Linked DNA regions of Mus musculus: all the other regions are linked to region 4. Evidence: chromatin contacts called from public Hi-C, HiCAR-type and HiChIP or PLAC-seq data. All regions are on one chromosome and are shown on one strand. Each heading gives the region's core, a stretch centred on a gene start, on an enhancer-like site or on the middle of the called end of the contact. The rest is flanking DNA. Distances are from core to core; before and after follow the strand shown. Region 1 overlaps Gm38906 (a long non-coding RNA gene). Region 2 has its middle 16 kb from the start of Clec2m. Region 3 overlaps Gm10069 (predicted gene 10069). Region 4 has its middle 13 kb from the start of Klrb1b.

Region 1 (3,231 bases), core at 641-3,140, 370 kb before region 4:
TCCACCTTCCCTTTCTGTCCTGCTGTGTCAGGGTTGGGCTGGAGAAGAGCCCAAGCCTGAGCTTGTAATAAAGGGACCCTAATATTATTACATTGGAGATGGCTCCTTAGTGGTCTTTTGGGGTTCACAAATGCTTCCTGGCACAATAGACCACAACAATGCTAACTAAAAATCATTTAATTAGGACTGATTTACATTTTTAGAGGTTTAATCCATGTCATCATGACAAGGAACATGGAGACATGCACCAAAAATGGTGCTGGAGAATTGAGAAATCTACATCTGGATCTGCAGGCAGCAGAAAAAGCCACTGAGCCCAGCTTGGGCTTCTGAACCCCAATGCCCACCTCCAGTAACACACTTCTCTAAGAAGACCACACCCACTCCAACAAGACCACACCTCCTAATCCCTCTCAAGGATTGCCACTCCCTAGTGACCAAGAATTCAAATAGATGAGCCTACAGGGGCCATTTTTATTCAAACCACCACAGTTAGTTATTTTCTATGCTGCAAGTAAGTTATCAGTTTGTTGTATATAACTTGGGGGTATTATTCTGTTAGCAGTCAAGACTTATTAAAAAGTCTGACCAACCAATATGAAATATTGTTGTAGGTGTGGACCAGAGTCCATAGGACATCTGCTGACAGTCTTGTCTTGTCTTGTCTTGTCTTGTCTTGTCTTGTCTTGTCTTGTCTTGTCTTTCCTTTCCTTTCCTTTCCTTTCCTTTCCTTTCCTTTCCTTTCCTTTCCTTTCCTTTTCTTTTCTTTTCTTGTTTTTTTTTTTTTTTTTTTGTCCTAAACAGAAGTGGACTGTGAGCACATGGATAGTGAGTGATAGAAACTGAGACGATTTATTAAAGAAGAGAAAGTCACTCTGGAAAATGGAAGTGATCTAGAGAACTAAGGAGGGGGAAGCCTGAGGCTGAAAACTCTTGCCCCAGAGCCATGACACTTATAGGTCATTTATATATAGCACCACCTTCCCCTGAGACTCCCCAGGCTTTTCTTTCCCATGCTTTATTCTGTAGCCCCAAATTAGTTTCTACTCTTTTTTTTCCCAACTAGCTTATTTCATATGTTAATCAGATGACTCACTCCACCCCAGTCTTCTCCAATGGTATCACTGTCTTCTGGGAGATGTACATTTCACAGAATCCTTGAGGATAACCCTCTATTATTGCAATTCATTCCTATCAATGGTAACCACCAAAAAAAGTGGGGAATATATACTTAAGTGTTCCCTCAAAAACACCTTATGGCCAAGGAAGGCAAATAATAAAACTAACTTAAGAAACTTAAAACTCTTCATTCTCCCATAGGGGGGAAAATATATATATGTGTATGTATATATGTGTATATATAATTTATATATTGATATAATATATATTGTTTTATATACATAACTATATATAACTATATATATAGTTATATATATATAAAACTATATATATATATATATAAAACAATAACAACCCAACAACCCAGTTTAGGGTTACACAAAAAAAAAATCTACACTTGAATGTATAATATATGTTGAGGTGTCATCAGTGGAAGGTAAAGGGAGCATGATAGAAGGTAAAGGAGCTTGATAGAAGGGTGGATCCCAACAAAGCACAATGATCTACATCCATAGAAATCTACATGCATGAAATGCCATAATTTATCTCATTATTTTGTGAGCTAACTAAAGAAGATAATTAAGATAAAAGAGATTAAGTTCATGATATTTTGAAACGCCATACTTCACGACTACCGAGCTAGCATAAAAAACAAAGAAGGTTATTTTCAAAGGGATGGAAAATTTGAGTTATCTGTAATGCAGTTGCTATACCACAGCGTCTTATCACATCTACTAAACAGGAAAAGAAAAAAAACCCAACATCCTTGTTTGTAATGTGGTAACCAGCCCCATGGCTGCCTGAAGGCTCATCTGTTTCTTTAACTCAGACAGCTCTTGTCTGGCTTGCTATTTTCTTTTGAGAATATAGTGATTACTATCTTTCCAGACAAAATGTCTTTCTTGCCACCCTCTTTCTTTCCTGCAACTTCTCTTGCTCCTTTTAGATTCATTCATCTTTGTCCTACCATTTTGTATATTGTCTCCTGTCTTGGCTCCTTGTGCTTCAGCCTGATGGCTACTCTTTATCAGCATGGCACCAATATCATATCAATACTCCTTTCTGCAGGGACCAATCTGATTTGAAACCCATTGCTATCAATTCTTACACTTTTTTTTTTTTTTAATTTTTAGGCTTCTGTAACAAGTGCCCAGACCTTGGCACAACTGACTCCATGATTGAAGTACCATTCAGGCCATTAAACTCAGCACATAGATGGTACCACCTGCCAAAATGAAAACAAAGACCTGATCCATCAAAGTCCATAGTGATGGAAATGCCCCTAAATGACTAACCTTGCTCTTTTTTACTTCTTTAATTCTGCTTCTGACTAAATGTGCTTGTTAACTGAAGTGTGTCAACCCGGGATTTTTTTTTTTTCATAAAGGCTTGGTGGTACACTGGGATCCTGAATACCAAGTATGCTCTCCAGCCAGCTGATAAAGATTTCTATTGGCTTAAATTTTAATCCAGGCAGTGTTCTCTGTTGGATACCCCACAATAATTTCCATTAGCTTTTATGTAGAAATTCTACTTCTCCAAAGAAACCCTGTCTCGAAAAAAAAATTTTTAATTAAATAAATAAATTCTACTTCTCTGGTGGACCTTCATAGGAGCTGATGCCAGGAGTAACTTAGACACTCCTTTCCCCTGCATCCAGGGTCCTGACCCTTGGGCCAGCTCAATGCTTAATGGTTCTAAAATACAACAAAATAGGCAATCAACATTGTATTGACTGGCAGCTCACAGCTTCTTACCCCTGTGACAGAAAAATAAAATAAAAATTAAAAATCCCCAAACAGAAAGCCAGGTTAATGGACAACCCACCACTGAGACACCTTCTTTTGAGACAACATAAAACTTCAGCTTACTGTTAGCCACTCACTGCACTCCAGACATAGTAATGACACATTTCAGTAAATGTTCTAATTTAGCCAATGAAGCTGAGACTAATAGTTTCGCCTTCCAGATGAGCTTTTGGGCAAGAGGTTAATATGTCTAAGTTCCCCGAAAGTGGAAGAAGATATAGTCAAATGATCTGCTGGAAACTTCTGTAAAAACAAGAAAAAGTAAGACGAACAAAGGTCAAAACTTACTGCCAAGGGCTCAACT
Region 2 (2,772 bases), core at 94-2,593, 480 kb before region 4:
TGAAGTGGAGTGGTTGCTATGATTATACCTGACAATATGGATCAAATTTTTGAGCCAATTGGCAGAAGTCTGGAATAATTTGGTGGAGAAAACTCACAGTGCAGCAAAGCAGAGCCTAATAATTGCTTATTTGAGTCCTCACAAGACAAGAATGATGAAGGAAATGGGAATAACTGTGACTATGAGGAGGTTCTAGGTGGAAATGAAGATTCTGTTAGAAATTAAACCATTGGCCACATTTTTACACCACAATAAATATTTTGGCGACATTCAACATTCCTGCATGAAGAGGAAAGGTACACATAGAATAAATCTATTTTCTAAGATTTATTTTTATTATTTTAGATTATGTATATGTATATAGACCATTTGTGAGTATGCACATACAGGTGTGGGCGCCCACAGAGGACAAAGGCATCAAATCCCCCTGGAGCTGGAGCTGCAGGTAATTATGAGCTAAGCAACATGGGTGTTGGGAAGTTAAGTTCTTTTAGTAACTGAGCCATCTCTGAAGCCCAACCATCCTCATACCATTTGTGACTTGGTTTTGGTTTTGGTTTGTTTTCTGTTGAAACAGAGTTTCATTATACAGTCAAAGATGGTTTGGAACTACATAACCCATCTGTAATCCTAGGATTACAGTCAGCAGTCGCTAATACCTGTACTATACTCCTTGTAAACTTTCTCATTCTGTCAGCATTCCTTCTAGGCTCCACCCCACAGTTTGAAAATTGTAACAGCCAAGTATGTCTGGCTTACTATGAAAGGGGCTGTTTGCCCCCTCCTCACTCTCTTACCCTCTTACTACTCTTATTCTCTTACTCTCTGCTCCTTCTCTTCCTGCCCTTTCTCCCTCTCTCATCTCCTTCCCCCTCTCTCCACATGTTCCTGGACAACCTCCCTCTCCCTCCCCTTCCCCCTCCTTCTCTCTCTCTCCCTCTTCTTCTTCCTCTTCCTCCTCCTTCCTTCCTCCCTCTCCCTCTCCCTTTCCCTCTCCCTCTCCTTCCCCCTCTCCCTTTCCTTCTCCCTCTCCCTCCCCCCTCTCTCTCCCCCTCTCCTCCCTCCCCTTCCACCTCACCACATTTCTACTAAACATATCCTGACTCTTTCTTTCTTTTTTATAAAACACAACACTGTCTTAAATTAATTCAATTATTGGCTGAATTTGTATATATTTTGTATTAGGGTATTATCTGGTTAGACTTACATATAGTCTCCTTCAGATATGTTTAAATTTTTAATGAATTTTTTTAATGTAAATGCATAAGACCTCCAAAAGTACCCTTCAGTTTTGTGACTTCTTGTTTCTAAGAAAAGAACTTAACTGAACTTCTGATAAATGACATAGCGTTTGTGGTGAAATGAAAAGAGACTGAAGAGGAAACAGCCACATAGGGCAGGGCTTACATCCTCATTCAACCATAAATGAGTTCTGAAATCTTAATGAAAAGTAAAAGGTGAATTTTCCTAAAGCCAGCATAGAAAAAAAAGTTATTCCAATTTTCAAAGATTTTACATATATTAGTTAAAATATGGTTTATTATATAATGGCTTAGCAAACTTTGTTATTTGCTAAGTTAATGCCTACAACCTTAATATAGCCTTGTATAGTTCCATCATTTTGCAAGAACTTTGTAGATAGGATAAGGTATATGAGATGTTTGTATTTAAAAATCAGTCTACAGGAACACATAGCAGGCACACACTGTGGGAGGCTCATCTCTCAGAGTTGGCTCTTAAATATTTTTTGTGAAACATAAGACAATAATGATTTTTTATATTTAACCCAGACAAACAAAAAAGTTCCTATGTTGGCATTAATTTAATATTAGTACACTCTATTGTAGTCTTGGGTGTGAAATGCTCACTTATTCAATCACTGAATCACACACTCTGCTCAGTACAACCATCAGTCAAGTCAATAAACACACACACACCACTTTAGCTATCATAGTCAGATTAAGAAAATTTCCCCTTTTAGTATCTTTTTTGCTATTTCTCTTTAAGACAAAAATTATGATGCATACATTAGAGCCAGTAGAGGCTGCCGATGAGATCATGCCCTTCCTCAGTTCAAGGTTTTTTACCTTAAAATAGACAGGTGATGTTGCTGATGAGATAAATTAAAATCCATGTGTGCTCATCATGTTAAATAGCATTTCTTGTTTTTCGTTTGCCTGAGACATTGGTGATTTCTATAAATGTGATAGGATTCACAGAAAATGTTCACTATCATTTGTATGTTGAAGAATGAAAACATTTAGGGCAATTATCTCCAAGTTCTAGGTTCACAGGATGGAAGAAGTAACTGTTATTGAGGTTTTTAGGTTGAGGAAAGTTCAGCACTCCTCTGTGGCAGCCTTTGGTAATTGCTATCAGGGAGTAAAGATGACATCATCATGCAAAAATGAGCCTTTCACAGGTAACAGCTCACTGTTTGTTAGGCTGTTCCTCAATATTTCTCCTCACTGCAGGTCAAGTTCTCCAGAAAAAAAAAAAAAAAGTCACATGTGGAGATTTGATACAGGATGACAATTTAAAATGGGTTCCTAATACCAACACGCAAGGCCGAGAGAGACAGTTGCAGGCAAATAGAGATGTCCAACATCTCTACTTGCTACTTAACACCATTGGAGGATGAGACGGTGAGTATCATTCAACTTATCTCTATAAAACATAAACATCTTGTCTTCCAGAATTCCATATGTACCAAGCATTTTGAGACAGGATAGAAAGGCAAGGAAAATGAAGGAGATGTGGGAAGGGAAAGGG
Region 3 (3,104 bases), core at 395-2,894, 360 kb after region 4:
CAATTGCGGTGTTTTTCTAAGAGAATCTGGGTGGTGCTCTAGGGCCCCACACAGTGACTGGAAGCTGAGGAACTATAGCCAGACCTCAGGTGGAAAGTGGGTCCTGCTTTAGCCTGGGCGTGCTTTGCCATCATGAGGACCCTGTTAGCAGAAGAGTGGGATACTCAGATGACAACTGACAGAGAAGGGTACACCCTAAGACCCCTCCTTTCTCCACTCCCTGTGGCCTTGGAGGAGCCTGAAGGAGGAGCAGTGCATACAGAAACCAGGAGAGAGGCTGTGTACTGTATCCGAGAATCTTGGAGTGGGTAACGGGCAGTACTGCCTTCAAATCATGGACACCTGAGAGCTAGGAAGAAATGAATCCCATTGTGGTCTGGGAAGAGATTCGGATGTCGGTGTCAGGCTTGCCACACTTCATGGTCTTCAGAAGCCAAGCTGAGTCCCAGGCACATGCTGGCCTCAAGAATGCCTTTTCGTAACAGTTATCAGCTGTCACCTCCCATCTCGAACTGAGGGTACAGAGTGTGGCACGGCAAAGTTCATTCCAGATCCTCTGTGTTCACAAACTGACATGTCAACTTTTCCGTGCTGTTCAGTGTCTGAAAACAAGCTGACTCAGTGGAGTCCCCTACAGAGAGCGGACCACAGAGGAAACCTGTTCAAATGCCCTACAGTACTTGTCTGAGCCAACATAAAGAAGGCAAGTACTGAAAATAAAGATAATTATTGCCTTCAAATCCCAGACAGCTCTGCGACAAGGCTGGGAGTACGTCCCCACCATGGTGCCATATTTGACTATGCCATCTTTGAGATCCCACTTGGGAGACCACAGTGCCTAGGGTGATCCAGGCCAGTCTCATCCAGGCTCTATTTACACAGCTGCCTCCTTCCGCAGATCTCTCTTCTCTGCTGTGAAGTCTGATAAATCAGAGACAGTCTCTCTAATAAAGACAAACCCAATAGTTCAACAGCTACTAGGGGCCTGCATGTCTAAAGGAGAGTGGGAGGTGGGGGGGAAGAAGAGGACATGGTCACCAGCATGTGTTGCCACAGCCAGTGACAAAGGCTCTTCTTTTTTGCTCTTTTTTTTTTTTAAAGATTCATTTTATTTATATGAGTACACTGTAGAAGAGGGCATCGGATCTCATTACAGATGGTTGTGAGCCACCATGTGGTTGCTGGGAATTGAACTCAGGACCTTTGAAAGAGCAGTCAGTGCCCTTAACTGCTGAGCCATCTCTCCAGCCCCGACAAAGGCTCTTCTGTCCTGCAGTTGCTAGGACAACTAGCCTCTGCCATTGAGTTTCCATTTAAAGGGATGATGGGTTCACTGGTGTCTGTCATGCAGGATGCCAGAAACACACAGCAGGAGTCTGCTCCTCCTGGCACCGTGCAGTGCTAGCCCTCGTGGGCATTGGCCCGCTGCGGCCCGCTGTGGCCCGCTGTAAGCCTTGCCATCCCTGGAGCCCTGCAGACCTGTAGATAAGACGGGGGCTAAAACTTTGAGGAGACCCTTCCTCACACCGTGTCCCATCGTTTGCCTGTCTGCTGGGGGGGAGGGGCTGGGGAGGGGTGGTTCCTGAAGGAACCGCAAACCAAGAAACGTCCTCCCAGGTGCACCCCTGCTGTGGGCCTTTCCTGTCATCCACGCGGGCAGCCAGCAGGGGGGGCAAGAGCCATTCTGTTTTCCTATCCCTGACTCCCTCCCCCTCGACCTAGAGGAAATCAGCCGCAAGGGGGAGCTAGAGGGAGACGGCTGTCCTCAGCACAGAGTCTTTGCAGGAGATTCAATTCATATCGGAAACACAGAGCCCTGACAAATTTATAATAGACCAGTTCCTTCCTCCTTCCCTGACTTCTCAGCCCGGAGCTGATCTTCATTTCACCGAATGTCTAGATTATCTCACTTTCTCCTTAAGGAAGCTGGTAGTGGGAGAGAGGGAGGGAGGAAGAGGGGGGTCAGGGGCAGGAGGAAGACCTACTCTCTGGAATTCGTTGCAAAAAATGTGAATGAAAGCCGGGCGTGGTGGCACACGCCTTTAATCCCAGCACAGTGGGAGAGAGGGAGGGAGGAAGAGGGGGAGGCAGAGGCAGGAGGATTTCTGAGTTCGAGGACTGCCTGGTCTACAAAGTGAGTTCCAGGACAGCCAGGGCTATACAGAGAAACCCTGTCTCGAAAAACAAAAACAAACAAACAAAAAAAAAAAAAGTGTGAATGACGCTTAAGGATGAAGAGGGAGGTTTCAATTTGATAGCTGTAGCGGTACGTAGGGTGCTGGGGCATTCCCCGGGATCTTCTCTCTGTATTCATGCGTTTGTTTAAAATGTCTTTGCTAGAATTAAAAAGCAGTAACCCAAGTCCTCAGGACCCGGTGAAGTATTGTCTGTGCTGAGGTACCATGGATGCAGGCTACAGCTTCAAATAAAACCTCCAGTGAACGAGCTCTGTAGCATTAAACAAGACGTCTTTTTCAGTACCCAGTCCCTCCTCTGCCCTGCTTTAAACCCTCTAACCTACACTCCGGGCAAAAATGGGTGAGAATCACGTTAGTATGTGGCTGCTTCAGTTACATGCATGGGCTGGGGGGGGTGGGGGGGGGCAGGGGGCTTGGTACACTGATGGTGTGCAAAGGAAGGGACAGTCACTGAAGACTCTGCCTCTCACCTGAGACAGGACAGTGGCGACCCAAAGTCAAGGAGAGATTCTCAGACATGACTTGAAGAAAGACTTCCCCCTTCCCCACCCCAGAAATCACTACTCAGCCACCCTCTGCTTCAGCTGGGTGAAGACCCTGGGAATTTCCTGTCACCCTGAAGCCTCAAGTGGAGTCACCTGAGGCCAGTGAGTCCGATGGCCTAGGCCCCTCAACTGTCCACCACCCATTGGCCAATTACACAGTTTTGTATCTGACTTTGTTTTTACGGTTTTTATTTGTCTGTTTGTTTTTGTATTCTTTGTTCTAAACACGATTCCTCCAAATTGAGTTAGCATCACTTCCTCAAAACACTACTGTTTAGCTTTAGGGTGGGAAAGGAAAAGAGGTTCAACCAGTGTTTTAACAGCAGCAACAGGGCCTCAGGTGGCACAGCGGGGTCTCTGA
Region 4 (2,880 bases), core at 137-2,636:
TCCACCTCGATTGTAGGGATCAAACTGAAAATTCATAACATCCTTGGTAGCTAAGCCACCTCCTAACTCCCTTTGTTTGTTTTGTTTTGTTTTTGTGCTGAATACAGTATTTGTTTGGGTTTTTCCCCACTTTGAAATCATAATCTATATGAATTTCTTTTTTGTAATTGTAATGAAATAATTGAAGCCAGGTAATGTAAATAAAGAAAACTTTTCTGAAGCTGGGCAGTGGTGGCACATGCCTTTAATCCCAGCACTTGTCAGGCAGAGGCAGGCAGATTTCTGAGTTCGAGGCCAGCCTGGTCTACAAAGTGAGTTCCAGGACAGCCAGGGCTACACAGAGAAACCCTGTCTCGAAAACCCAAAAAGAAAAAGAAAACATCTGATTATTGCCATTTTCAACTTCTAATAATAATTTATTTTATTTATTTATAGACAGGATTACTCTGTGTAACAGCCCTGGCTGTCCTGAAACTCACTTTGTAGACCAAGCTGGCCTCAAACTCACAGAGATCTGGCTGCCTCTGCCTCCTGAAGGCTGGGGTTAAAGACATACTCCACCATCACCCAGCAATAATGTATTAATTATACAAAATAACAAGCTTCCTTGTGATATGATCATGCATACGTATAATAATGTTTTGGTCACATTGACCAAGCTGTCAGCCTTTCTTGTCTCCCCCCACCCCCAGCTTGTGTTTATTCTACTTCACAAATAATCCTACTTTCGTGGAAAGAATTTTCTCTAATCTGTGGTTTTGAAGGCTAAGCCAAGAGTAGGTGATGTCATGGACAGTGAGGGGCTCAAGCAAGCAGCATCCCACTAGAAGATGCATGCTTGAGAAGAAAATCACATGGTGAAACAGGAGCCCAATGCTAAGAGAGTATCAGCCAATAAGGGCCGCCTATCATGCCAGATGGTGCCAGCATCCTGCCCTACTTCCGTGTTGACATAGTGAGTGAGGACCAGGTGTGCAAACAAGTATGTCCGGCCTTGGACATTGCAACAGGACAGTGTCATCCAAAAAGCTCACCCTGGAGATCCACGGCATTGAGTTTTACACGCACACGCACGCACACACACACACACACACACACACACACACACACACTGTTTTAAGTAAATTTATATATTTGTTGACTGTATAGGTCCAGGAATTCTTCAATCTAGGATGGAAGAGCTGTTTAGTTTCAATCACCTCCATTCCATCCCCACTGACTGAGAAAAGCCTGGAAGTCCATGGCGGAATGAATCACAATCCACCTTTGTCCTCATCCCACAGTAGCAGAGGCTCTTAGGTCCTGCTAGTAGGTGGTATCACACCCATCACCTTTGACAGACCTTAGAATCCCATGCACTTAGGGGTCTTGACCACATGGGGGCATACCAGAGGTGCAGTGACGAGTCGGTCTTTCCGGACCTCGGTCAGTGAGCAGACAAACACAATGGTTGCCAGAGACGAGGAGAGTGGTCCCATCCTGGATGTGATGGAATCGCCACAAACTATCTAGGGAAGGGAGAACTCTAAGCAACCTGGTGAATAGTTGAGGCCAGCTGAGCCCAAGAGAAGAGCAAAGCTGTCAGGAGTTCCTAGGTCCTGGTGCTTGAGGCGGTCCATGTATGCCAAAACTACTTTTTTCAAAATGAGAGGAGTAGTAAAGAGAGGAGGGAGGAGAGGACGACGTCGAGTTGATTTGGAGTCACTAGCAACAGCATGAAAGAAGTCATCACGCTAAGTGACTAGGGCAGACGCCAGCGCGCAAATCCTCCGGCCATACGCAGGGTGTGGAACGTTAGTTCTTTACTTGCTTGTTTGCTTTATTTAAATCATTGTTTTCCATTTCGTTACAGCCGATAACATTTTCTAAGAGTTGTCTTTTATCTATATTAGTAGTCTGTGTGTGTGGGTGCGGTGTCCGACAAAAAAGGTGGCTGGAGAGACAGCCGTGGGTGCTGGGAACCGAACTCTTATATTTTTGGTTGTGAGCCTAGCCTTTAACGGCTGAGCCATCTCTCCAGCCCGACGACGCCCTGTATTCTTTCCCTGAAGTAGCAAGTTAGGCGTTGCGCAACCGCGCTTCCGCTGAGCCTGTTTCTGACTCTAAGTAATCCTCACTTTCTTTCTTTGTACATAAAACCGAACACTCGAAGCGAGAAAAAACGGACTCTTTGCAGCGAACATTTTCTCTGAACGGTGGCTGCTGACTCGTTCCGCACGTGCAGAACTGTAGAAAAGGGTCGCGAGAGGGCTAAGCAGGCGGATTGTAGAGAAGGCCTGTAGGGAAGAGAGGGGTGTGGAGTGCGGCGTGGGCAGGCGTGAGGGTCGGACGTGTGCGTGGATAAAGGTTTGTAAGCAGCGTGGAGCAGTAGCCGGTGCGGCTGAAGAAGCTGGTTCGGGTTGGGGTGCGAGTAGCCGATCAGATTTCAGGAGGAAGAAACATAAAAAGAGGCCTTGTGGAGGTTGGAAGTTTGTTTCGGGGCGCAGTGGAGCCGTGGATTTGTGGTTTTGTTGAAACTGGGAGGAAAAAAAAATGTGTAGACCAGGCTGTCCTCGAACTCCAGATCCTCCTGCCTCTGCCTCCTTCAGCAAATCCTACCGGCCTGCGCCACCAGAGCCGGCAAACTTCGGCTCAGTTAATTGAGTACTCGAAACTTATTTTGATGATGCAAGCTACTAGATGTTTTTCTTTTTTCAATGGAATAAAGAATTCAACACTCCGACAAGACTCCACTTAATTTCGCTTCAAACCTACGCTCTTCGCTCGGTTCACACACTTCAATTCCCCACGCTTTTCTTGACACTGCTGGTTCTTGCCGGCCCTCCCCCAGCATGCCACATCTCCTTCAAGGAGCCCACCAGCAAATGGCGACCATCACTC

What was found. Hi-C and Micro-C count contacts between places; a contact is called where the count stands out from the background. HiCAR-type assays count read pairs that join an accessible place to other places. HiChIP or PLAC-seq counts read pairs in DNA pulled down with a chosen protein or histone mark.
Region 1: a contact with region 4 is called in a HiCAR-type map of kidney, with 3 times the contacts expected there. The contact joins two enhancer-like sites. A contact is called at or near these places in 1 of 15 datasets of contacts at CTCF or cohesin (the NIH/3T3 cell line), 4 of 484 Hi-C or Micro-C datasets (B cells, CD4 T cells, CD8 T cells and 1 more) and 19 of 115 datasets of contacts at active chromatin or transcription factors (the 230-238 cell line, CD8 T cells, the SCID.adh cell line and 14 more).
Region 2: a contact with region 4 is called in an H3K4me3 HiChIP or PLAC-seq map of bone marrow-derived macrophages, with 6 times the contacts expected there. The contact joins two enhancer-like sites. A contact is called at or near these places in 1 of 39 promoter capture datasets (neural stem cells), 3 of 15 datasets of contacts at CTCF or cohesin (large pre-B cells, pro-B cells and thymocytes), 24 of 484 Hi-C or Micro-C datasets (the 63-12 cell line, B cells, the Ba/F3 cell line and 12 more), 20 of 115 datasets of contacts at active chromatin or transcription factors (the 230-238 cell line, CD8 T cells, the SCID.adh cell line and 13 more) and 2 of 9 other capture datasets (adipose tissue and liver).
Region 3: a contact with region 4 is called in a Hi-C map of embryonic stem cells, with 2.8 times the contacts expected there. The contact joins two enhancer-like sites. A contact is called at or near these places in 1 of 15 datasets of contacts at CTCF or cohesin (embryonic stem cells), 4 of 484 Hi-C or Micro-C datasets (all in embryonic stem cells) and 3 of 115 datasets of contacts at active chromatin or transcription factors (all in embryonic stem cells).

The regions. Positions count from the first base shown.
Region 1 is chr6:129,209,225-129,212,455 of GRCm38.p6, reverse strand. The region is part of intron 2 of Gm38906 (a long non-coding RNA gene); the gene reads right to left. Among named protein-coding and RNA genes, the nearest start is that of Gm38906, 17 kb to the right of the region's middle. Within about 2 kb of position 1,890, at least 78 of the 459 cell types and tissues checked have an H3K27ac peak or open chromatin away from gene starts, as enhancers often do. A contact at or near this core is called in CD8 T cells, the SCID.adh cell line, double positive thymocytes and 1 more, where this site is marked.
Region 2 is chr6:129,314,467-129,317,238 of GRCm38.p6, reverse strand. No RefSeq gene overlaps it. Among named protein-coding and RNA genes, the nearest start is that of Clec2m, 16 kb to the left of the region's middle. Within about 2 kb of position 1,343, at least 39 of the 459 cell types and tissues checked have an H3K27ac peak or open chromatin away from gene starts, as enhancers often do. A contact at or near this core is called in the 63-12 cell line, B cells, the Ba/F3 cell line and 6 more, where this site is marked.
Region 3 is chr6:128,478,556-128,481,659 of GRCm38.p6, reverse strand. The region is part of intron 2 of Gm10069 (predicted gene 10069); the gene reads right to left. Among named protein-coding and RNA genes, the nearest start is that of Gm10069, 41 kb to the right of the region's middle. Within about 2 kb of position 1,644, at least 73 of the 459 cell types and tissues checked have an H3K27ac peak or open chromatin away from gene starts, as enhancers often do. A contact at or near this core is called in embryonic stem cells, where this site is marked.
Region 4 is chr6:128,838,192-128,841,071 of GRCm38.p6, reverse strand. No RefSeq gene overlaps it. Among named protein-coding and RNA genes, the nearest start is that of Klrb1b, 13 kb to the right of the region's middle. Within about 2 kb of position 1,386, at least 358 of the 459 cell types and tissues checked have an H3K27ac peak or open chromatin away from gene starts, as enhancers often do. A contact at or near this core is called in the 63-12 cell line, B cells, the Ba/F3 cell line and 10 more, where this site is marked.